Linked DNA regions of Mus musculus: all the other regions are linked to region 3. The links are chromatin contacts, called in public HiChIP or PLAC-seq and promoter capture Hi-C maps. All regions are on one chromosome and are shown on one strand. Each heading gives the region's core, a stretch centred on a gene start, on an enhancer-like site or on the middle of the called end of the contact. The rest is flanking DNA. Distances are from core to core; before and after follow the strand shown. Region 1 holds the start of Dync1li2 (dynein, cytoplasmic 1 light intermediate chain 2). Region 2 holds the start of Nutf2 (nuclear transport factor 2). Region 3 holds the start of Slc9a5 (solute carrier family 9 (sodium/hydrogen exchanger), member 5). Region 4 holds the start of Nae1 (NEDD8 activating enzyme E1 subunit 1). Region 5 holds the start of Pskh1 (protein serine kinase H1). Region 6 holds the start of Pdp2 (pyruvate dehyrogenase phosphatase catalytic subunit 2). Region 7 holds the start of Edc4 (enhancer of mRNA decapping 4).

Evidence for each region. Promoter capture Hi-C pulls out the DNA fragments that hold promoters and counts their contacts. HiChIP or PLAC-seq counts read pairs in DNA pulled down with a chosen protein or histone mark.
Region 1: an H3K4me3 HiChIP or PLAC-seq map of embryonic forebrain shows a contact between it and region 3, with 2.8 times the contacts expected there. The contact joins the promoter of Dync1li2 here to the promoter of Slc9a5 in region 3. A contact is called at or near these places in 1 of 39 promoter capture datasets (pre-B cells) and 1 of 115 datasets of contacts at active chromatin or transcription factors (embryonic forebrain).
Region 2: a promoter capture Hi-C map of embryonic stem cells shows a contact between it and region 3. The contact joins the promoter of Nutf2 here to the promoter of Slc9a5 in region 3. A contact is called at or near these places in 6 of 39 promoter capture datasets (the HPC-7 cell line, cranial neural crest, embryonic stem cells and 3 more), 1 of 484 Hi-C or Micro-C datasets (embryonic stem cells) and 4 of 115 datasets of contacts at active chromatin or transcription factors (astrocytes, bone marrow-derived macrophages, embryonic stem cells and 1 more).
Region 4: a promoter capture Hi-C map of embryonic stem cells shows a contact between it and region 3, with 3 times the contacts expected there. The contact joins the promoter of Nae1 here to the promoter of Slc9a5 in region 3. A contact is called at or near these places in 3 of 39 promoter capture datasets (embryonic stem cells and hippocampal neurons).
Region 5: an H3K4me3 HiChIP or PLAC-seq map of embryonic stem cells shows a contact between it and region 3, with 8 read pairs. The contact joins the promoter of Pskh1 here to the promoter of Slc9a5 in region 3. A contact is called at or near these places in 2 of 39 promoter capture datasets (liver and pre-B cells) and 2 of 115 datasets of contacts at active chromatin or transcription factors (embryonic stem cells and epiblast stem cells).
Region 6: a contact with region 3 is called in a promoter capture Hi-C map of stem cell-derived epiblast-like cells, with 8 times the contacts expected there. The contact joins the promoter of Pdp2 here to the promoter of Slc9a5 in region 3. A contact is called at or near these places in 8 of 39 promoter capture datasets (3T3-L1-derived adipocytes, the C10 cell line, cranial neural crest and 4 more), 1 of 484 Hi-C or Micro-C datasets (embryonic stem cells), 2 of 115 datasets of contacts at active chromatin or transcription factors (both in embryonic stem cells) and 1 of 9 other capture datasets (embryonic stem cells).
Region 7: an H3K4me3 HiChIP or PLAC-seq map of pro-B cells shows a contact between it and region 3, with 2.2 times the contacts expected there. The contact joins the promoter of Edc4 here to the promoter of Slc9a5 in region 3. A contact is called at or near these places in 3 of 39 promoter capture datasets (cranial neural crest, hippocampal neurons and liver) and 3 of 115 datasets of contacts at active chromatin or transcription factors (microglia, pro-B cells and stem cell-derived epiblast-like cells).

What each region holds. Positions count from the first base shown.
Region 1 is chr8:104,441,577-104,444,568 of GRCm38.p6, forward strand. It overlaps Dync1li2 (dynein, cytoplasmic 1 light intermediate chain 2), which reads right to left and starts at 1,471. Exons shown (of 13, transcript NM_001013380.2): 1 at 1,119-1,471; 2 at 898-971. The coding sequence starts at 1,225.
Region 2 is chr8:105,859,166-105,862,225 of GRCm38.p6, forward strand. Nutf2 (nuclear transport factor 2) reads left to right here and starts at 1,368. Exons shown (of 5, transcript NM_026532.4): 1 at 1,368-1,540.
Region 3 is chr8:105,346,791-105,349,597 of GRCm38.p6, forward strand. It overlaps Slc9a5 (solute carrier family 9 (sodium/hydrogen exchanger), member 5), which reads left to right and starts at 1,468. Exons shown (of 16, transcript NM_001081332.1): 1 at 1,468-2,782. The coding sequence starts at 2,587. It overlaps Fhod1 (formin homology 2 domain containing 1), which reads right to left and starts at 1,180. Exons shown (of 22, transcript NM_177699.4): 1 at 863-1,180. The coding sequence starts at 1,063. Gm46049 (a long non-coding RNA gene) reads left to right here. Exons shown (of 4, transcript XR_003947441.1): 3 at 1-48; 4 at 285-866.
Region 4 is chr8:104,532,828-104,535,900 of GRCm38.p6, forward strand. Nae1 (NEDD8 activating enzyme E1 subunit 1) reads right to left here and starts at 1,810. Exons shown (of 20, transcript NM_144931.3): 1 at 1,685-1,810. The coding sequence starts at 1,737. It also overlaps a transcript of Car7 not described here.
Region 5 is chr8:105,899,163-105,902,222 of GRCm38.p6, forward strand. Pskh1 (protein serine kinase H1) reads left to right here and starts at 1,312. Exons shown (of 3, transcript NM_173432.2): 1 at 1,312-1,378.
Region 6 is chr8:104,589,839-104,592,787 of GRCm38.p6, forward strand. Pdp2 (pyruvate dehyrogenase phosphatase catalytic subunit 2) reads left to right here and starts at 1,634. Exons shown (of 2, transcript NM_001024606.2): 1 at 1,634-1,757.
Region 7 is chr8:105,879,191-105,882,256 of GRCm38.p6, forward strand. It overlaps Edc4 (enhancer of mRNA decapping 4), which reads left to right and starts at 1,691. Exons shown (of 29, transcript NM_001301100.1): 1 at 1,691-1,968. The coding sequence starts at 1,887. Nutf2 (nuclear transport factor 2) reads left to right here. Exons shown (of 5, transcript NM_026532.4): 5 at 1-1,212.

The sequences.
Region 1 (2,992 bases), core at 221-2,720, 910 kb before region 3:
TTCATGATCTGACCTCATCTTTATCCTCTATTGCAAAAAAAAAAAAAAAAAAAAAAAAAAAGGCTTTTGACAGTGCCCAAACGATTCACCCTACTATCTTGATGTGCTTGCACCTAGGCAATTACCCTTCAAGATACCTGATTCCACAAGCGCTCTCTCAACACATCAAGCAGTGTGATGCGCCCACAGCAGTCTGCTCTTGACATGAGAGATGCGATGCAACCACGCACACATCTGCCTCGGCTCCACTGGGATTCTTTCAGGGTGTCTAAGACTGTCTGTACTGTCCCACTGCTCAGCCCTCATTTCCTACTCTACAAACAGCATTGCAGGTGAACGCATATAATCCCTTTCATTTGAAGGAGATAACTGAAGCCAGAGAGGTTAAATGACTGACTGGGCAACCCAGCAGTGAGGGCAGGATTTATGCAAGAAAGTTCCTGGGGCTGACTCCCAAGCTCTGCTGCCTGCCCATGAAGACTGAAGAAAAGACTTCGTCCATCTCCTCAGTTTCCCAGTCCAGGTCACCTACTTCCCTCATCTTCTCCATCCAGCCTGCACATCCTCTTTTTCCTTCCTCCACATCCTCAACTTGGTGAGCACAAGGCTAACCGATGAACCGAGTCAAGGCTGAAGAAGGCTCAGCCAAAAGACTGAAGGAATGTGCCCCAATGCCCCAAGCCCACATCACATCACTGGACTCCAAACGGAGCTGCATTCTAGGGGGTCAGTAGAGGTGTGGGCTTGGAGACTCAGCAGCTACCCTGCCAGAGTCCAGGGTGCCCTCCCAGGCAGGCAAGCGACAAGCAGGCGCTAAGGGTGGAGAAGCCTGGGAACCAGTGGGAGGGGCGCCGCCTGACCCACCCCTGCGCCCCAGGGCAGTACCCCGCTGCTCACCGAACACCAGAATGTTTTTGCCGGACGGCAGCTTGGACCTGGCACGGGTGGACACTTCGCTCAAGATCGAAGACCTGCGGCGACAATGACAAGAGTGGTCAGCGCGGGACCGCCTAGGACCGCTCGGCCCACGACTGCCCATCAATGTCTGCCCACGGTCCTGCCCGCTCCGGCCCGCTCCCGGTCCGGCCGCGCCATCTGCGGCTCTATACGCTCCTCACCATAGACTCTGGCCTTCCTCCTCTTCACTTGTCAGGTCGCCGGCGGCCGCCACTGCGGGCCCGTTGGGACCCAGCAGCAGCTTCTTCTCCACCCCCACCGGCGCCATCTTGCCAACTGCAGCCACAAAGAGGGCCCTCCCCCGGGCCCGCCGAGGACCCGCAAGGACCCCGGCCGGGCCGCGCTGCCCGCCCGCAACGCCGCAGAAGCTCCGTTATCCAGCGCGTCCCGACGGGCCCGCGGTGTCCTCGTGCGTCTGCGGGACGTGGGATCGCCGCAGCTAGGGACGTTGCTGGGTCAGGCAGCCAGCCGGACAGCCTTACGCGGGAGGTGGAGCCGCGGACGCCACCAGACCGAGAGCGCGCTGGCGACCCCTGCAGGGCAGCCTCTGATGCGGCAAGTCCAAGCTTTGGAATGAACTCAAGCTAGACAACCATATTTATAAAGCGATCTCATTGAATCTTGTTTAATTCTTAATAAGTGAGGTGAGGAAACTACAGCTCAGAAGTTTAAAAGAAAATGGGCCAAACATGAACGAAGATCCACAAAAAAATGACTGGACATAGATATTTGCATGTCCTGTCATACCAGCAATGGGCAGCTGGTGGGGGCGGGGAGGGGGGGAGGGGGAGGGATCAGAAGTCTTAGACTACTTGGTAAGTTTAAGTTGAGCATGAGCTATGTGAGAGCCTACTTCAAAAAAATTAATTTTAAAATGGTTGCACATGGTGTCACACGCCTTTAATCCCAGCATTCAGGAGGCAGAGGCGGGAGGAACTCTATACATTTGAAGCCATCCTGGTCTACATAGCAAGTTCGAGGGTAGCCAGGGCTACATAGTGAGACCCTGTGTGCCGGCTAGTTTTGTGTGTCAATTAGAGTCATCAGGGAAGAAGGAAGCTCAATTGAAGAAATGCCATTGTGGGTGGTGCCATGCCTGGGCTGGCTGAGCAAGCCAGTAAGCAGCACCCCTCCATGGCCTCTGCATCGGTTCCTGCCCCCAGGTTTTAGCCCTGCTTGAGACCCTGTCCTGACTTCCTCCAATGATGGATTATGATCTGGAAGGGTAAGATGAAATAAACTCTTTCCTTCCCAACTTGCTTTTGGTCATGGTATTTCATCACAGCACTAACCCTAAGATACCCTGTCTCAAAACAGCCCCAAGACCCAGTTCTAGAGGTGGTATCCTGCCACTTCCAGTCATTACTCTTTTAGTTTTACTTTTATTAAATGTGTATAGGTGCTTTGTCTGCTTGCATATCTGTCCACTATGTGTATGCAATGCCTGTGGAGGGCAGAAGAGAGTGTCTGAACCCCTTGTAACTGGGATTACAGATGGTTGTGAGCTGCCCTGTGGGTACTGGGAATTGAACCCAGGTCCTTTGGAAGAGTAGTTAATGCTCTTAACCGCTGAGCCATCTCTCCAGCCATGTTTCTTCAACTATTATATGGCTTAATTTTCAGGATGCTCATTGAAAGTTTATCACAAATCCTCAGAATGTTGTTTTTCATCTCCTCCTTTGTAGACTTTATTAAACTGTGAATGATTTTTACCACCACAGTTAACAATACTTTTGGCTTTGCTTTACCAATTTTATTGTTGTTGTTGTTGTTTGAGACAGGGTTTCTCTGTGTAGCCCTTGCTGTCTTCGAACTTACTCTGTAGGCCAGGCTGGCCTTGAACTCGGAGATCCACCTGCCTCTGCCTTTGGAGGGCTAGGAGTGCCCCCACTGCCCTGCAAGGTTTCTGTTTTTTTTGCTTTTTTAAATCCTATTTTTCAGAGAGTCAATATTTCACAGCAGAACAAGCAGCTGTGACTGCTTTTCTTGAGTGGAGAAGGTAGTGGGGAGACTGGATGTAAAAGGGGAGAAGTAA
Region 2 (3,060 bases), core at 118-2,617, 510 kb after region 3:
TGATTTGCTTGTGTTTTGTTTTCTTGGTGGGGTCAGGCTCCTGATGTGTCGCCAACAGGGTAACATGGAGTTCTTAGTGACCAAGCAAAGTGGTCTGGATAGACAGAGGATTTTTTTTCTCTTTTTTTTTTTTTTTTGGTTTGTTTTGTTTTTCGAGACAGGGTTTCTCTGTCTCCTGGAAGTCCTGGAGCTCACTCTTTAGACCAGGCTGGCCTTGAACTCAGAAATCTGCTGTCTCTGCCTCCCAAGTGCAGAGATTAAAGGCACGTGCCACCACTGCCCAGTTTAGACAGGGGCTTTAATCAAGAAGCTTAGCCTGGTTTTATCAGTCATCTCCAGGAGGTGGGGTGAGGCTAAGAGGGCAAAACAGAAGTATTAAAGAGTCTTCTGACTAGGAAGATAGGGGTGTTTGCAGCCATTTTCCTTTTCTGTGGTTCTGTGGGTTGGTAGCAGAGCCATTTGCCCAGCACAGGCGGGACGGAGAGGCGTTACTTCAAATATTTGTGTCACCCAGGAAACTGAAAAGGATATTGAAAGTAAAGGGGAAGGGGTGGGAAGATTATTTACAGTCTGGCCATTTAGGAAAATTACGTTTCGCCAGTTATCTTTCAATAAAAATTAAAGTTGGAAGGTGAGCTGGCTCCGTGGGTCGCTAAACCTGAGAGAATCTGATTTCAAGGCCCCCATGGTGGAAGAACTGACTCCAGAAAGCTGCTTCTCTCCTCCACACCCATGTCGTGGCTCATCCCTCCTCAACACAAATAAACAAACAAAAATAGTTGCCCTGTCTGCTCCAACAAAACAAGTAAACCTGGAAATCAAAAAAAGAAAACCCTCACGATTCTGTTTTTAAAAATACCTCTCTGTACACGTGAGGTTAACCTCTCCAACTATGGGCCCACCTTAGATGAGTGTTTAGAGTTTCAATAAAAACCTAGTTACCTTCCAACCAACTTTGGGATAAGTGGCTTCCTCTGAGACACAGCTAACTCATTGAACAAGAGAGGAGTGGGTTTCGCCCCCGTGGGTTGATGCTAGAGGAGCAGAGCTGGTAGCCAGGGCGCCTAAAGGGAGTAGGCTTTGGACTAGGGGCCTAGGGAGGGGCTGCTGGGACAAGCCAGCCAGCTCCAAGCTAAACCAGGCTCCCATGGAGGCGGGGTCAGGCTCCATAGGCCACATACACTTAGGCGGGGCCAAGCCAGCTGGGACCCAGCTACAACCGAGACCTGATCCTTGCCTGGCGCCAACTCCGTGTTCCAGAGGCTTCCGCTAGACCACAATTCTCAGGGGCTCACCCGGACCGCCTCCCTCCCTAACTTAGCCTCTCCTCCCGCGCTGCGAGCCGTGGCTGCGCCTCTGCGAATGGCATTCTGGGAAATGTAGTTCTAGCTAAGCTCACTAAGGCGTATAAGGAGCATACTGGGACTACGTTTCCCTGAGTGCAGCGGGACGGGCGAGGGAAGGCAAGGGGGAAGGGACAGTCGGTCGCAGACCGCGCTGGGTTGCCGCCGCCGCTGCCGCCATCGTGCCAGCCCCACGGGTGAGTGTTGGGGCCAGCGCTCCGGGGCGGGGGCTGGGCCGCAGGAGCCGCGCTCTAGGCCGCCGGGAGCTTCTGCTTCGAGGCCCTGGGAGGCCCCTCCCCTCTTCACACCCCCACGGCGGCCCGAAGAGGCACGGGGCCCGCACCATGTGTCGCGCGCGGCTCCGCCTACCGCGGATTGTCTGCGGCCGCGGCCCGGGGAATGCTGAGAGCCTGATGGACGGCTGTCCGGGCCACCCTGTGTCTTGGCTGATGGCCAGATCTTTTTCTTTTGTCCGGACGATCAGGATAGCTCTCAGGGCCCGGCCCTGTGTGGCCTTGCCTGGCTTGCTCGAATCCTGCAACCTCTGCAGGCAGGTTGGCGGGCCGATCCCAGACCCACGTCCCACCACCCGCCGGCGAAGATCCGGGGATGGGCAACGCCACCCAGCTCGCTCCAGAGCCAGCATGGGTAAGGGTGGCCCTCCTGCCGCTGCTGGGGCTTGGGACCATTGCCCGGTTCCAAACCATAGCCCGGCTAGGATGTAGGTGAACGCTTCTCTGCTTGATTGCCTGCTGGGAGTGCACGAAACTTAACCTCTACCTCGGTAGAACCGGTGCTGCAGTGTCCAGCATGGAGGACAAGGGCAGGGATTCTGGGGTGGGAGGGGATGCCTCGTGGGACTTTACCTCTAGCTAGTCCTGGAAAATAAGGACCTAGTATCTTTGGAGAGGCAGCTCCAATCTTATCCATGACTAGACTCCAGCTCTGGGGTGGGTTGTGTGAGCCTCCAGTGTTTTTGTTAGATTTCTCAGTCAGGGCCCAATTCTAAAGTACGTTAGAACCTCCTAGAGTTAGCAGGAAGATGACTCCTTACTGAAGTGATGAGGTCGGATTTAATTCATGAAGAAATGGACTCCATGCTTGAGGTTTTTGAGCCCAGAGAAGGTGGAAGGGGCCTTGTGCCTATGGCACTGGCTTAGACTGTTTTTGCCTTTTGAAGTTGTTTTGTAGATCTAGAACTAGAAGTCACGATGTCTGCTTTCTCTTCACGTGTGCTAGGGCTGCCTGTGAACAGTCAAGAAGCTGGATGGGTCTAGAGAAAGTACCTTAGCAATGGCACCTCAGGTCATCCATCACCTTGAATTCCTGGAGATGTAGTGTATTTGACTAGTTACTAGTAGGCAGGCTTTGAGAATGCACTTCTGTTTTGAGTGATGATTAGGAACTAGTGGAGAAAAGCTCCCAGGACTTGGCAGAAAGCATCTCTTGTCAGGTTGAATTCTCTGGTCTGTTGCTGGCTTCTGTGTCACAGTTCTTAAAAGGCCTAAGAGGTCCCAGAGACCTGGGCAAGCAGAGTGCCCAGTCTCTTAGGATGACTGACTTAGGGCCAGAAAGCTGAAAGCCACTATCTTTAGCGCCCCCTGCTCCCTGAATATTTCCTCAGTACTGTTGCTCTGGCTTTCACTTGATTTTTTTTTTCCCCCTCCAGTACAGTTCTCTGTCCAGTCATTCTCCCTAGTCAAAGGCCACAAGCAAA
Region 3 (2,807 bases), core at 218-2,717:
CCCATCAACTCCCTCCCATCTCCCTCACAGCTCCCAGCTAACCCGCAGGTCAGGAACCCTGGGGGGTGGTAGTGTGTATGCCTCTGGGAGTCCTGGCCCGGAAAAAGCAAGCCGGAAAGGGATGCCTGCGGGGAGGTGGAGGGGAGGCCAGCAGGAGGGGAGGGGTGGTCCTGCTGGACATACGGAAAAATGCCTCTCTAACTGAGCAAAGTCGGCCTAGGAACGTCGGCAACTAGGGTAGGCCAGCGGTTTAAAATTAGACTGATCCACCCCCTCCCTTCCAGGCGTAGGCCACCAGCGGCGGGCCTAAGGGACCATGGGGGCGGTGACGCAAAGGGCTTTCCCACCCGGGCAGCCTCCCATGAGCGCACGGCCGCTTCCAAGGGACTCCTCTCATCCTGGCTGGGACTCCAGTCTTCAACAGCGCTGGAGAGACTGTATTCCAAGGACCCAACCCAGCCGGTAGCCTCGATCCCTTCTATGATTGCTCCCTAAACCCGCCCCTCTTTGGGGCCCCGCCCCCGACTACCTGGAGCAGGTGGAAGTCTGTCCCTTCCCAACTCCACTTCCCCAATCCGCTACAACCACAGCAGCAACCCTGGCAAAGAGGCAGCGAGGGGACTCCAAGCACCTCTTCAGGAGGGCCTAACTTTCAAGGGAAGCCCGAGTGGAACAAATCACAAACTCTCATTTGGCTTCTATACTGTCCCCTCAACTTGAGTCTCCCCCTGTAGGCAGAGGAGCATAGACCTTAGGACCCCGGCCGGAGACTTTTCTGGAGGCGAGCACCCGCCCGTGACGATCTCTCTCCTAGAAGCACTGTCTGTCCACCGCCCACCTCAACCTCCGCAGCGCCCCTCACCTTAAGAGGCGCCCCCAGGAGTCGGTGCAGAGCAGGGATCTGCGCACTCAGGGGCAGAGCCCCGTCCAGGCTGCAGGTGGGGGCCCGGCGTGGTTCCGGGAAGTTGGCACAAGCGAAAGGGTCGGTGTCTTCCAGGTACTGCACTCTCACAGTTACCACGGATACTGGGTCCCCATCCCCGCGCTCTTCCTCGCCCGCCATGGCTCTGCCACCGGCTACCGCTGGACGCCTCTTGTGTCCCCTGCAAATGCTGCAACTTCAACTCGACTAAACTTTGCTGTTAGGGCCGGGCCAGGCTGGGCCGGACGCTCGCGGCTCGAGGGGCGGAGCCAGATGAAGGTAGGACCAAGGAAGGGGGTGGAGCCAAGACTGAGCGGCGAGCGCGCGCTCGGGGTTAACCACCGCCGGAGGCGGCGCTTGGGCCAGCCACTCAGAGAGCTGGTGATCCCGTTAGTTCCATTGCTAGGAGGGCGGGAAAACCCGAGCTCCCGCTCCGCCTCAGAGCAGAGGGCGGGGAGACTTTCTTTAGATTTGGTATGGGCGAGGCTGCAGCGGATCTTTGTAAGGATTTTTAGGGCAGATGGGGGGGGGGGGGTAAATCTCTTCGGATAATCTGGGTAGCTGGGCCACTCTCAAGGGACGAGATGGGACTAATTGCTAGCTTGAAAGACAAATGAAAGCATTTCTCTCATTTGGGGAAAGCAGTAAGAAGAATCTCTTTCAATGTGGAATAAGAAGTGGAAATAGATTTTATATTTGAAAGAAGAGGTGGATTCAGTCCCCTTTAGCTGTGGGGGCAAAAAAAAAGAGGACGGGTGCTCTTTCTCGAAAAAGAATGGGATGAGTCACTGTGAGGAGGCAGGTAGCACATGTTTTTTCGGCTTGGGTGATGAATGAAAAGTGGAGACATTCTTCGGTTTGGGGCGAGATGAGTCAAATGCCCCAAGTTGTTCCTAATTTAAAGGGAATTCCATAAGGTCCTCTCAGATCCATGGAATAGGCAAACAGTTCCCTGTAGTTTGAAGGAAAGGGAAGGCGGCGCCTCTGGGCTCTGGAGAGATGAGGAATAGCCAGCTTTTCAGCCTGGAAAGAGCCGGGTCCGTCCCGGCCTTGAGGTTTCTGGGTACGTTGAGAGCACCGTTGTCCATTAGGCTTTCTGGGTGTGCCCAGTGCGCGTGCGCAGCTGTGGTCCGGTAGGGGGGTCCCAGGTTTTGGAGATCGTGCTGGAAGGCGGCAGCGCACCGCCCCCTGCGGTTTTCTCAGCTTAGCACTGGGACCCGCAGCCTGAGCACCTGGGACGGGTGGCCCGCTGCTGGGCGGTGTTCTGCAGTAGCTGCGCTTGTCTCTGCTTCCCGAGACCCCCGTCCTTCTTGGTGCTCCGGGACGCGGTGGCTGGTCACCTTTCTGAATCCGGAGGAGAGGCGGTTTAGGAGAGCACACTCGAAAGAGTGGGTTTCAGGACTCGAGGGGTTAGGAGGGTTATGCTGGGGAATTTCCGGAGATGAGATTAACCTAGAAGAGATGGAGGAGGGGATCCTAACTGCTAGGATCCTGGGCAGGGTCTCGGGGTCCGGACCTGGCCTGGGGGTATCGGAGCTCGGATTGGGGGGAGTGAGCCCCACGTGCCTGTGACGCGGGGGCGCCGGGTAGGCGGCGGCAGCGGCGGCGGCGGCGGCGGCAGCGACGCGGGGCCGGCGGCCGTGCAGTGCCCGGAGGACAGCAAGATGCTGAGCGCCGCACTGCTTCTTCTGCCCGGGTTGCCCCTGGCGGGGGCGGGGGCCACAGAAGAACCCACCCAGGAGTCCGGGCCGTTGGGTGAGCCTCCTCCAGGCTTGGCGCTCTTCCGCTGGCAGTGGCACGAGGTGGAGGCGCCCTACCTGGTGGCCCTGTGGATCCTGGTGGCCAGCTTAGCCAAAATCGGTGAGTGTGTGTGTGTGTGTGTGTG
Region 4 (3,073 bases), core at 560-3,059, 810 kb before region 3:
AAGAATCCTCTTCCAGTCCCTAGGAACATTAAGTATCTTCTCAGCTTTGTTGCCTTCCCTTCTACCTCCACCCAAACACAGAACTACGAGTCCACAAGAACTCAGAGTAGTTACAAGGGCTCTGCTACCTTGTTTCTCTCTCTAGAAGCTTGGGACAAAGGATGAGTCTGAAAAAGCCAGGTGGCCCCAAGCTGGAAACATGTCTAACTCTGGGCAAATTAACCTAACTTTTACAAGACTTAGTTTCCCTATCCAGTATCAAAGACCGTCTGCCTTCAAGGATTCTCAGAACTAAGTACCTACGTCTCTGGGAGAGTAAGAGCTAGGTAGTCAATACAAAGAGAAACCTCCATCCTTAGGGACACAGGGTAAGTTCTCTTGAGATTAAGAGAGGCGAGGGGATGGCAACACTTTGATACACTTAGCTGACACAGAGTATACTCAATAAGAAAGGAAGAAGGTGGGAAGAGACAAGGAAGGAGAAATAGCTAAAGAATCCACCGGATGGTTTAGATGTGCCCTGTCCAAATGGTTTCTGAGTACTAGAAATGCAGCTGGCATGAATTAAGACATTTTTAAAATGTGTATGATACCTGATTTATAAGACTCTGTGAACAACAACAACAAAAATAGCTTGGTAATTTTAACAATAATTACGTTGAAATTGTAATGTTTTGGAATACTAGGTTAGATAAACACTGTCAAATTTGATTCTGGGATTGGGGAATGTAGCTCAATTTGGCAAGCAGGCATGATGTCCAGAGTTCCAGCCTCAATACTTCATAAACCGGGTGTAATAGTCCACACTTATAATCTCAGCTGTTGGGGAAAAAGAGGCAGAAGGATTGCATCAAGTCTGAGCGCAGTCTGCTCTACATTGCAAGTCCAGGCGGCCACTCAAAGGTAAAAGACAAAAAAAAAAAAAAAAAGGGGTGGGGTGGGGGAGCAAAAACTTATTTTTGAGTCTGGCTGGGCAGTGAGCATCTTCAATCTCAGCACTTGAGACCTGGGACGTAGGCGCTTGAGTTCAAGACTGGCCTACTTAAGACCATGTCTCTATATAAACGAGAGGGGTGGGGAGAACTAGTAGCAAAACTTATTTTCCTGTCTCTTTATTCTCCCGGTTCCCAAGGTCTTCCAATGGAGGCCAGGCTGGCTTTCAGTTTCCGATCCACCTGCCTCTGCTTCTCAAGTCCTTGGGATTACCATGTCTAGCTTCTTTTAACTTTATTTGAAAGGTGCCTACTGGAAAATGTGTAATTACGAACACGGTTTGCTCCGATAAAGCTAGCATGACGCATTTCTATTGGCCAGCGCGGGCGTAGACCAATACCTGCCGGGGCGCAGCGCTCGGCGGTCGGGCAGGATGGGGTGCTCCCACCCCCCTCGTTTAGCGAACGAGTAGGGAGGGCCTGCCGAGACTGTGCAGCCCAGTGGGTTGGCGGAGACACCGCGCACCGCAAACCGCGGACAGCCAGCCGTGCGGGAAGGGGCGAGCCGGCCTTCGCCGAACACTCGGGCCAGTGGCCGGATCCCAGAGCGCCGGCTCCCCACGCCCTGCACGGCCGGCCGCAGCCGCAGGCCCGTGGGAGGCCGGCCTACCCGGCCTAGGCACTTAGGCCCCGCGGGTGTCAGGAGAGCCCGCCAGCCTGGCCGGCTTGCTCACTCGTAAACCCCGGCTCACCTCAGCTGCCGGTCGTACTTTTGCTCCTTGAGTATCTTCCCTGGCTGCGCCATGGCCGCGCCTGGCCCGCGAACAGCAAAGCCGCCTAAGGAGGCCGCCACCCACTCGGCCTCACGCAGGCGCACTAAGCGCCCTCCTCCAGCGCGCAGCCAGTAGGGGGCGCCGACGCTGCACTGCGCACGCGTCACTGGGAAGCCGGGGGAAACCTGAGGTTGAGTTCCACAGAATGTTTCTCTCTCTCTACCTGCAGTAATTGTGGAGAACTCCGACTTTTAAATCGAGTGATAATCCTTATCACTGATAAACCTTAGTCCTCTTCTGGGTGAGTTCACCGTTCCTGAGACTCCTCCAAGAGGAACAATACACCAGCATACTTGTATATAGTATTCTATATAGAGAAGCTACCCTGATGGGTAGACAGAGGGGCCCCACCCCACGGCTTCCCTCCAAGAATTGTTCCCCGTGGTGACGCAAGGGAAAGGGGGTTTTGAACGAGATGAAACGGCATCAGGAGACAAATGAGAAGTGGACTTGGGGGACGGGAGGGTGTCTGAGAAGCAGCCAGAGTTGCCTGTGAAGCCCATGAACAAGGAGGAAATTAAAGCTATCATCGATTCATGTGACACAGGATGACTGTCCCTTGGTGGCCGATGCTAAGGAAGGAGCTTATGAGCAAGTTGAGGACAAGAGGGAAGAAGAGGCTTGCTGACAAGTAAGAATTGCTTTCCTCTATCCCAAATCCTAGAGGAGTCTCCAGATTCATGATTGCCAGATGCACTTGCACGTCCTGAGATTATTATCCCAGCACATGATGAGTGTACATCCACACATAAAATCCTTCCAGCCTTGTGGGGTGAGGGACCAAAGAGACGGCTCCATTTGACAGTAATATTGCAGTGCTAACAAATGCACTTCCCCTGGGCACAGTGTTAGGACACAAGGTGAGGGGACACCCTGCTGTGACCTCCCTCCCCCAACCCCTATGGAACCCAACTGATGGGAGAAAAGGGGCGTTAGGCGTTCCCAGCTCATTATGTGCTTGTGCATGTCTGTCAGTTGTCACATTCCCTCTCCAGTTAGACAGGTGAAACGTGAGCGATATAAAATACACCCAGGGAATGTGAGAAGGTCAAAAGTGAAAGTGAAAGTTCACTACATAGCCTTGCATACACCTTGGCCCCAGGAAAGGAAAGATGGACAAATGTAATTGGAAACAACAACATCAGGGGCCGAGGGTGCTGTACTGCCTGCGACTGTGTGATTTTGAGAAGCATTCAGTTGTTAGTAAGTGGACAAGGATACCTCAGAGCATGCACTTCTTACAACTTTTTAATGTTTATTGATTGGTGTGTGTGCAAGAATGCCATCATGCACTCGTGGAGGACAGAG
Region 5 (3,060 bases), core at 62-2,561, 550 kb after region 3:
TAGGCAAGGTCTCCCTGTGCAGCAGCCCTGGGTATCCTGTTGCTATAGACAGACCATGCAGGCCTTGAACTCAGAGGTCCCCCCTCTGCTTCCCAAATCACACCAGGCTGGGTTAAAGTTCATGTTTTTAGTAATCCCATAACCCTTTGAGAAACAAATTTCATTGCTGCCATTTTGAAAGATGGTCTTAATCTGTATCCCAAGAAAACTTATAACTTCTATAACCTGGCCTTTTTTTTTTTTTAAACCTCTCACTGCAATATCCCCTTAAATTCCTGAGTGCCAGGATTATAGGCATGTGGGAACACACTGATGAATTTTTTTATTGAGATAGGACCTTAATAAATACACCAGGCTAGCCTCAAACTAAAGTCTTTCTTGTTGCTGCTTCCAAAGTACTAGGATTACAGGCTAACGATGTTTTGTCTTTTTTAAAAAAGTAAAAGTTGTTTCAAAACCTAGTGTGTTAGTACAAAAAAAAAAATCTTTATTTTTTTAATTAATTAATTTTTTGTTTTTTTTTCAAGACAGGGTTTCTCTGTATAGCCTTGGCTGTCCTGGAAGTCACTTTGTAGATCAGGCTGGCCTCGAACTCAGAAATCTGCCTGCCTCTGCCTCCCGAGTGCTAGGATTAAAGACGTGTGCCCCCACGTCCAGCTTCTTTGTTTATTTTTGAGACAGGTTTCTCTGTAATAGCCCTGACTGTCCTGGAACTAGCTTTGTAGACCACACTGGCTTGGAACTCAGAGATCCTCCTGCCTGAGTGCTGAGATTAAAGGAATGTGCCCACCATGTCAAGCTTGGTAACAATCTTTTTTATTCGTTATTTTATTTTATAAATCTCGTGATTCATTTGTGTTTGCATCAATACATTAACAATCTTTTTTACTTTTTATTTTATGTTATAAATCTCGTGATTCATTTGTTTTTGCATCAATACATTAAAAAAAATTAGCCCTGGCGTGATGACACACTCCCTTGCCCTTCAAGAACTCCTTCATCTATAGAAGAATCTTGCCATTTTTTTTCCATTTCTCTCGGTCATTACCTTTCCCAGAACTTTTCCCTCCACAAATGGCTCCCCAGCGGTGTCTAGCGGCAAACAGACCCACCCCTGGAAAAGAGCTCTGCTCCGCCCCGAAGACGTTGATTGGCAGGCACTCCGAACCCCCCCCCCCCCCTACACACACTTGCGTTCGCGTCTGGAGGCTCCGCCTCCCTTCCGTCCCTTGGCCGCCCAAGTTTGTTTTGGCGTCAGGCGCGCGCAGTAATGACGCCACCACGCTGACGCGGGAGGATGGCGGCGGCGCCCGTGGCCTGGGCTGGGAGACGGTGGGCTGAGCCGCCGAGACTCCGGAGAGCCCGCCGCCCGCGCGAGGTGAGGCCTTCCGGCTCGGGGCTTCGGCCTGACCGGCGTGAGGGGCCTGCGAGTTCAGCCGCGGGCGCAGCCAGGGCCTGGCGCGACTCCGAGCCCTCGGTCCCCGTGCACTGGGGCCTGTGGGCTGGGGAGCAGGCCGGGCTGTGGCTACCCGCGGTCCCCAGGCATGGCCTCGAAACCTCCTGCCGCGTTAGGCCCGATGGACTTGGTCATCTGCCTGTCTGTGGCCCAGCCGTCCCGCGTCCAGCGCGGGTCAGGTTGATCTAACCTTGTTGTGTGCGGCGCCTACTCCACACCCTTCCCTTGCGACTGAACGCCAGGGTCCTGCGGGGGCCATCGATCGCTTCCATGTACTGGCTGGAAAAAGGGCCAGAGTCCAGCTGGGTCGCTTGCAAGGCAAACCTGTCATACTTATAAGGAGAGCCCCGCTCAGTCCTCTGAAGCTGCTGCGTGTATAATTCGCACCAGAAAAATCACTCGTTAAAATTGCCTCCTTAGTCACTGTAGGGAAAAACTAAACCTTGTAGCCTGCAGCATTCAAAGCTTATCATAATCGGATGTGGCCTACCTAGCCCTGCAGAGAACGCCTGGGCACGTCTGTACTGCGATTATGTAGTGTTTTGTTGAGGCATGTGAGCCTCCTATTAACTCTGTGGTTTCATACCCTCGAGGTTCAGATAGCTGCTTTCTCGGTTTGTGAAACTTCCGTTCATTTCCACCCTCACTCACCAGTAGAGGAAATTAACCTGTGTCTTTTTGAATCTATCACCAATGTCTTTTCCTTGGAAAACTGTCTCCTGCGTTCACACAGTAGTAGTGTTTAGTTAAAGCTATCGGGACACTGACTTGAATAGATACAGATTAAGCCTTGGGGGAACATCTGTCATGGCCAGCATTTTGAGATAGTCACAGCAAACAGTGACATCTTGAAGTATTTTTTTTCAAGATACAAATTCAAGAGTTTTACTCTTCTCTAGATGTGGTAGACTACACTTCCGATCAATAAGGGCTAGTTTAGGCTACATAGTACATTTAGGACGAACCTGGGCTATATGAGACCCCGTCTCAAAAACAAAATACTCCAAAGCCCTGGTTTGGTGGTGCATGCCTGTGATCACCGCACTCCTGAGAGAGAAGCAGGAGGATGCCCAAAAGTTAAAGGACAGTCTGATATAGTGAGGCTGTCTTGGGGGTGGGGTGGGGGGAGTCTTCACTTTATTTTTCTGCTGATTTCGTTGATGGAAATTGAACTCAGGGCCTGAACCCTTTTCACTTAGCTACATGGTCAGCTTACAATGTATGGTAGCTTAAATGCTGTAACCCCAGCATTTGCGAAGCAGAAGGAGCAGGATTACCATGGTACTTGAGATGATCCCAGACTGCATATCGAGTACCAAGTCAGCCAGGACTACAGAGTGAGACCCTGTCTCATGAAGCAAAACAAAAAATAAGAAAGAAACAAGATATGAGGTAGAAATCTGTGCTTTTAAAGTTTTTTTTAAGTCTCCTTCCTCCCCCTGTACAGTGATTGATCCTGGGCATTTTGCATTCTAACAACTGAGCTGTGTCCCCTTTTCAGAAAATTGTGAAAATGATGCAGTCAGGGCATAGTTGTGCACACCTGTAATTCCAGCATTTAAGAGACTGAGGCAGGAGGATTGCTCTAAGTTTGAGGTCAGTCC
Region 6 (2,949 bases), core at 384-2,883, 760 kb before region 3:
AGCATGCCTCTTTGTTCTCTCCTGCCCATTTACTTACTTGGTTTTTAGTATGGGCCTGAAAGAGACCCCACAGTGTCCAGAAGAAACTTAGTACAAATTCTGATTTACAACTTCCAGACAGGGTGCAGACCTATATAACACCCTCAGGGCTACTTCTGAGGCTGAGGCAGGAGGACATAAGTTCAAGATTGACTTTGACAACTTAGTGAGAATCTGTCTCAAGGCATAAAAAGGGGAAGGGGTAGGGTAGGATGGGAGGGGAGAGGGGGACAGGGTAGAGTAACGAAGATCTATCTATGATAGTGTTTGATAGTATTCAGGAGGCTCTAGGTTCAATCCTCAGTATCACAAAACCAAAGCAAAACCCAGAACAAAAACAGGGATTTAGCAAACGCCTTTAATCCCAGAATTTGGGAGGCAGAAGTAGGTGGATCTTTGTACATTGGAGACCAGCCGGTTCTACATAGCTAGTTCTAGACCAGCTAGGGCTACCTAGTGAGATGCTACCTCAAAAACACAAATAAAACAAAACACTCCCAAGCAACCACCTCCTTGAGAGGCCTGAGGCCCAGTAAGGGGACACATCACAGAAATACAGCAGGAACACTTTTACCTCAGACGTGACTTTGGGTAAACCAGCTTGCCTTTCTTTCCAGAGACAGCACTCTCAGACCTTTCTGCTATCTCTTATCTCTCTTTGACTTCAAGAAAGGACTCTACTGACTCACACATTATAAGGTGAAGACCAGACTCAGCTATTGTTAGGACCAGAAGGCAAGGAGGGAAAGCTCTGGACCTCTCTGGTTCTGGCTCTCCCAAGCTACCAACAAGTAAAGGTGCGGCTAACATCACTTGTCGCTAAGAGGCCAATGTAATTGAGAATTCAAAATGGTGGTTAGTAAGGAGCCAATGAACTCTTTAGATCAGAAATGTGAGTATTAGAAGGTTCCTTCTAGCTGTTTGTAAAGGAAGGAAAATCGGTTGGGACTAAGTGTAATTTGGAAGTAGGGGGCCTTAAAGGCTTTGGAGTCTGGCATTGGCAAATGGATGGGTGGGAAGGGACTTAGGAGGTGGGAATGACAGGATTAAAGTGTGTGACAGTAAGGGAAGCATCAAATTGACCCTGGTGTTTGGACTTGGGTCTTCTGGGGCCGGCGAAGCCATTGCTGGTTTAGGAAGAAAAGCAGGTTTGACTGGAAGATAAGGTCAGGGCAAGTAGAACCTAGAGTGTCCATAAAGCCTTCAAGATAGGTGTCCAAAGATAATAAAGATGTGGCACTTTGGAGAGAGGCTTGGAGGGAACGGAACAAAACCCGGGAGGAATCTATGTGAGAATGAACTGTAAAGAACTGGAGAGGTCTCTTGGTTCTGGCTTTGCAGGGTGTGGTGATAAGGGAAGCTTGGGGAAGAGCCCCACGTGACGACCTACTGGCGCAGCGGCTGCACAAAAGCCACGGGTAACCCCAGGGGGTAGAGTGCAGGGTGGCCCCTCCCGGCCCCGCCCCTCTGCCTTCCTTTTGCCCTCCTCATCCATTGGGTAATCTCAATGTCCGTCAAGGGCCCGCCTCCAAGGATAAGCCAATCAGGAATGGCGGGAGGGATATTTCTTTTGGTGCTGGTTCCTCGACTGGGGGCCTCTCCAGGGAAGTAAAACCCAGTCGCAGCAACCGCGGAACTGTGCTCAGGACCAGAGTGAGCCGAGAGGATCCGCCGAGTGCCAGCGGCGCCAGCTGGGGAGGAGAGGACGAGGATACGAGGTAAGGAAGGGGACGATTCGGGGTGCGGACGCCTTCCCTAGCCTAGTTTACGGGTACCTCAGGTGATGGGGCGGAGAGGGGGATGAGGTGAGAGGGCGGGACGAGCTGGCCCCTGGTCATGGTCACCCCACTCGCGCGCACGCGCCACGTGGGCCCGCGCACTGGTGGAGGAGACGACTGCTTAGCCGGTTCTCTGCACCAGCTTCCTTAGTACTGGAGCACCGGTGAGCTGGACGTCGCAACTGGATTCTTACACCTTGGAAAGCCAAGGCTCAGCCACTAAACGGGGGCTGGGATTTCTTAGAGCCTTGCGGTCCAGCCAAGAAATCAAGAGACTTGGTTTCTTTAGGGGTGCTAAATTCTTTCTGTCCCATTGGAGGCGAATGGTTTTCATTGCGCACAGCTGCCTGTCCTTTCTGCAGGGTCAAGGGGCGTCTGAGGCCATCTGCCCCTGTCCGACCTCATCTGTCCCAAGTTCAGCGGGATGGGTATTGGCTTTGGGAAATCGGTTTGACAGTGCGTTTATACCCTTTGACCTACTGGTTTTGGAAATAAGTAAGGGAAAGGTGACTGCAAATGCCATGTAATTTGGTACCAGGTTAGTGGAAACAAGCTCCAAGTCACCAGTAGTTGTGAATGTTTATGCCAAAAACCATAAATAGTACTATCACTGAAAACATTGCCTTTAATAGGAAATCATGTTCACAGTAGTTGGCCCAATGATATAAAAATCTGTACAGAATGTATCCCAAGGACAAAAATAGTGGCTCCCTCCTTTTGTTGATTTTTGAGACAGTTTCTCTGTGTACCTGGTCTCAAATTCTGCCTGCCTTTTCCTTCTAAGTGCTGGGATTAAAGGCGTGCACCCACACTCCCAGTTTCAACCCCCCCCCCCCATTCCCATGGGCTTACTTTGTCAAGCAAAGTAACAGTCTGCAATGTAGATCAGGCTGGCTTTGAACTCACAGATCAGCTTGCCTCTTCACCTTTGCTTCCGGAATTCTGGAATTAAAGGCGTGATAGCACTGTGACGGCTCAGAAGTGTCGTATTTTATTAAGTCTTTACAGAACGTTGTGAAATCTTGACATGGTGCACACACTTTTAATCTCATGAGGTATTGAGAACGTCAGAGCAGGCAGATCTCTGATTTTGAGGACAGCTTGACCTACACAGTGAATTTCATGCTGGCCA
Region 7 (3,066 bases), core at 441-2,940, 530 kb after region 3:
TTTGTTTTTTTAATCTACTGACAAGTTGCTCTAGTAACCCAAAGAAGTGAAGGAGAAAGCAGCTGCCTCACCAACCGCCCAGATATTGATTTGTTCAGATGTTTCAATGCCTCATGATACAATAAAACCACAAAAATTTTCTTAACAGTTTAAATTGTTTTAATTAGTTAAGTAGTTGGCTGGGCATCAACAGTTCCAGCCCATTGTCTCACTTTCCCCACCCCCATCTGCCTCACCTCAACAGAACCTACTGCAAGGAGCAGATTCACTCAAGTGGCTAAGCTCGCATGTCTGCGGGCCGGGGCAGAGTTCTCTCCAGCCCCAGGGTTTTGGAACGCAGGCCTGGCCTGAAGCTTCTCTTGGACTGAAGGCTCTTCAGTCAGCTCTGTCTGATACCACCTGTGGCCTCTGCTCTGTAGATTTGGGTCTAGTAGCAGGGTAGATATTCTGTAGCAGCTAGAAAGGCCTTAGCAAATATGGCTTCCCATATTTATACCCTCTGGGTTGAAGTCCTAAATGTAGGGGCCTGCTCTATACCCAAAATAAGTGACATGCAGATGCCCACATTCCCCAAGCAAAGCGAGAGATGCTGTGCTGCCTGCTTGGGATATCAGAGCCAGGCGCCATTAGGTGGAGTATAAATTCCACACTGGAAGGAAGCAGTGTGAAGGAGTGCTCTAACTCTCCCCTCAAGACCTGTGCAGGGCATTTACACACCATCTTCCTACTTTCCACATACCCCATACACTCTTCAAATCCCAGGAAATCTTAACTAGTATGGCAGTTTCTGCCCTGTTTCTTAGTCTGGGCACAGGTCTTGCTCAGTACCGATATAGCTTTTCATCCTTGAGACCTCTGGATAGTATAAAGCTACTAAAATAGCAACTGCAAGCTAGAACCAAGCCCAGGATTTGGGGTTTAGGATTGGCTAGGCACACCTGAACATGCCCTTCTCCCTGCTCTCCTGCATTGTGAGGGGAGAGTAAAGATTTCCACATACTCCACAGGTTGCCTGGTTAGACCAGCATAGTCCTGGACGCTACACAGAAGGTTCCAGTGGGATTGATCTCTAGCTGCTGTGTATTGGGGGAAGTAGGGGTGGGAGAGAGGTAGATGCCAGCTGCCTCTTAATCCACCCTGTATAAAATCTGCAATACAGCTTCTTCCATGTACCTGTGCCTGAAATGTCTGCAATAAAGAGGTGTTTGTAAACTATGGTCTCTTTATTCCTAACGTGAAGTTACCGTGTGGGACAAGGGGTTACTGGGGACAGTTGGTAACAATGACAGTTTTGGGGGTAGAAACTATCTCCCTTGCCCTTGCATCTCCTGGGGCTAATGACCTCGAAGATGTCTTGGTCTTGCTTACTCCTAAGCGGGGGAACAGACCCTTACCAGTTCACCTTATTTAAGGTCTGAAAAGTTACTACCTGAGTGGTAAAGTTGGCTTTGTTGTACCATTATCCAGTTCATCAGAATGGCCTAGGACCTGGGTTAGATCTCCAGAGATGGTAGGGTTTTAGGCAGTCCAATGCTGAGTACATTTACTCTTTCTCAGTCTTGTGAAGTTTAGCCACTACTGGGCTAGCCAGGAGCAAGCAGCCTACGGAGGCTGCCTCTGATAGGAACTGGGGCTCCTTGAGCTCGGAACCTTTCTTCTGCGGTAGTTGTAGGTTCCGGGAGCGAAGGTCAGTGGGACCGGAAGTGGAGGCGGTTGGTGGGGTTGGCAGGGCTCACGGACGCAGTCCGGGCGGCGGTTTGCGAACTGCGGCTAGGTTTTGTGTAGTGCTCTGTCTCCTCTCTAGCGGGGTCGTGGCTGGGCGAAATTGGACACTGCGGAGGTAGAGGAACTAACGTCGGGCGAGCAGGACTCTCGTGGCTGGGCCCATGGCCTCCTGCGCGAGCATCGACATTGAGGACGCCACGCAGCATCTGCGGGACATACTCAAACTGGACCGGCCCGCCGGAGGTGAGCCGGGATGGGGTGTGTAGGCTCTTAGCGAAGTGGTGGACGTATGGCGTGGATCTGAACCGTTTTCGGGTGCCATAGGCTCCATTAGCCAGACTCGGGATCCTCCGGTTTGATTGCGGAGGACAGGAATTGGAGTCATGGATGATCCCTGGGTATATCCAGAGAATGGCGCAGACCCCTGGGTGTTACCCCTCCCCATCCTATGCCAGACCATTCTGCCTTGTTCTTAAGTGTTTTGGCTGAAGGTATGGCGCTCTCCTCGGAATCCACTCAATCCATCTGGTTTCCTTGCCTCCAAATTTCAGTGCTTTGAGAACTGGCCCCGTATCCCTCCTCGCCAGGGTTCAGAGGCCTGGTGCAGTGTCGGTTTAGCGAGTTCTAGGCCTAGAATTAAGTGATCTGCTGAAGAGCCTCTGTGCCCACCCTGCAACTTGGCTTCCCCCCAAAAGTGTATACTCCCAGGCCAGGTGTTGCTCTGAAAACGATTTTCTGGCAAAAGGTGGACAACCCCAAAAGCATGTTTCTCCTGGATTGAAGGCAGATCACAGACAGGCTCTGATGAGGTTAGATTAGGTTCCAAACGTCAGCAAGCCCATATGTTCCCAATTCATTCGAGTTTTACTTAGGCTCCCAGTATCCTCCTTGGGGCTACTCTTCCCAGATGAGAGTTCCCAGGACAGAAGGCCACCAGCATTGTAATATAATGTTATTGTAAAAGGATGGTCAGGGTACTTTGATGGGAATGGGGAAATAACGGTGAGGGAGATAGAGGGCTGGTTTGAGAGGAGACTGTTAGGGCTAGTTTGGATACTATAGACAGGAGATTGAATACCAGGAAAAGTCCTCGAGGCACTTATGTGGAAGACACATATTACAAAAAGGAAATAGTATGTATAAAAATGAGATGTTTCCGTGCGATTCAGAGACGTTTGAACATTGAGGTGGTTGACCAGAGATAATGGTGTACATACTGAGAAGTGATTCTTTTCTCACACCTTTTATGCCTGCTGGTGGAACCCAGACTGCTAAAGCGGGCACTTGTACTCTCCAGTGGGTTCAGCTGAGACAGCCACAGATAATCCGTTTGCTGTCTGA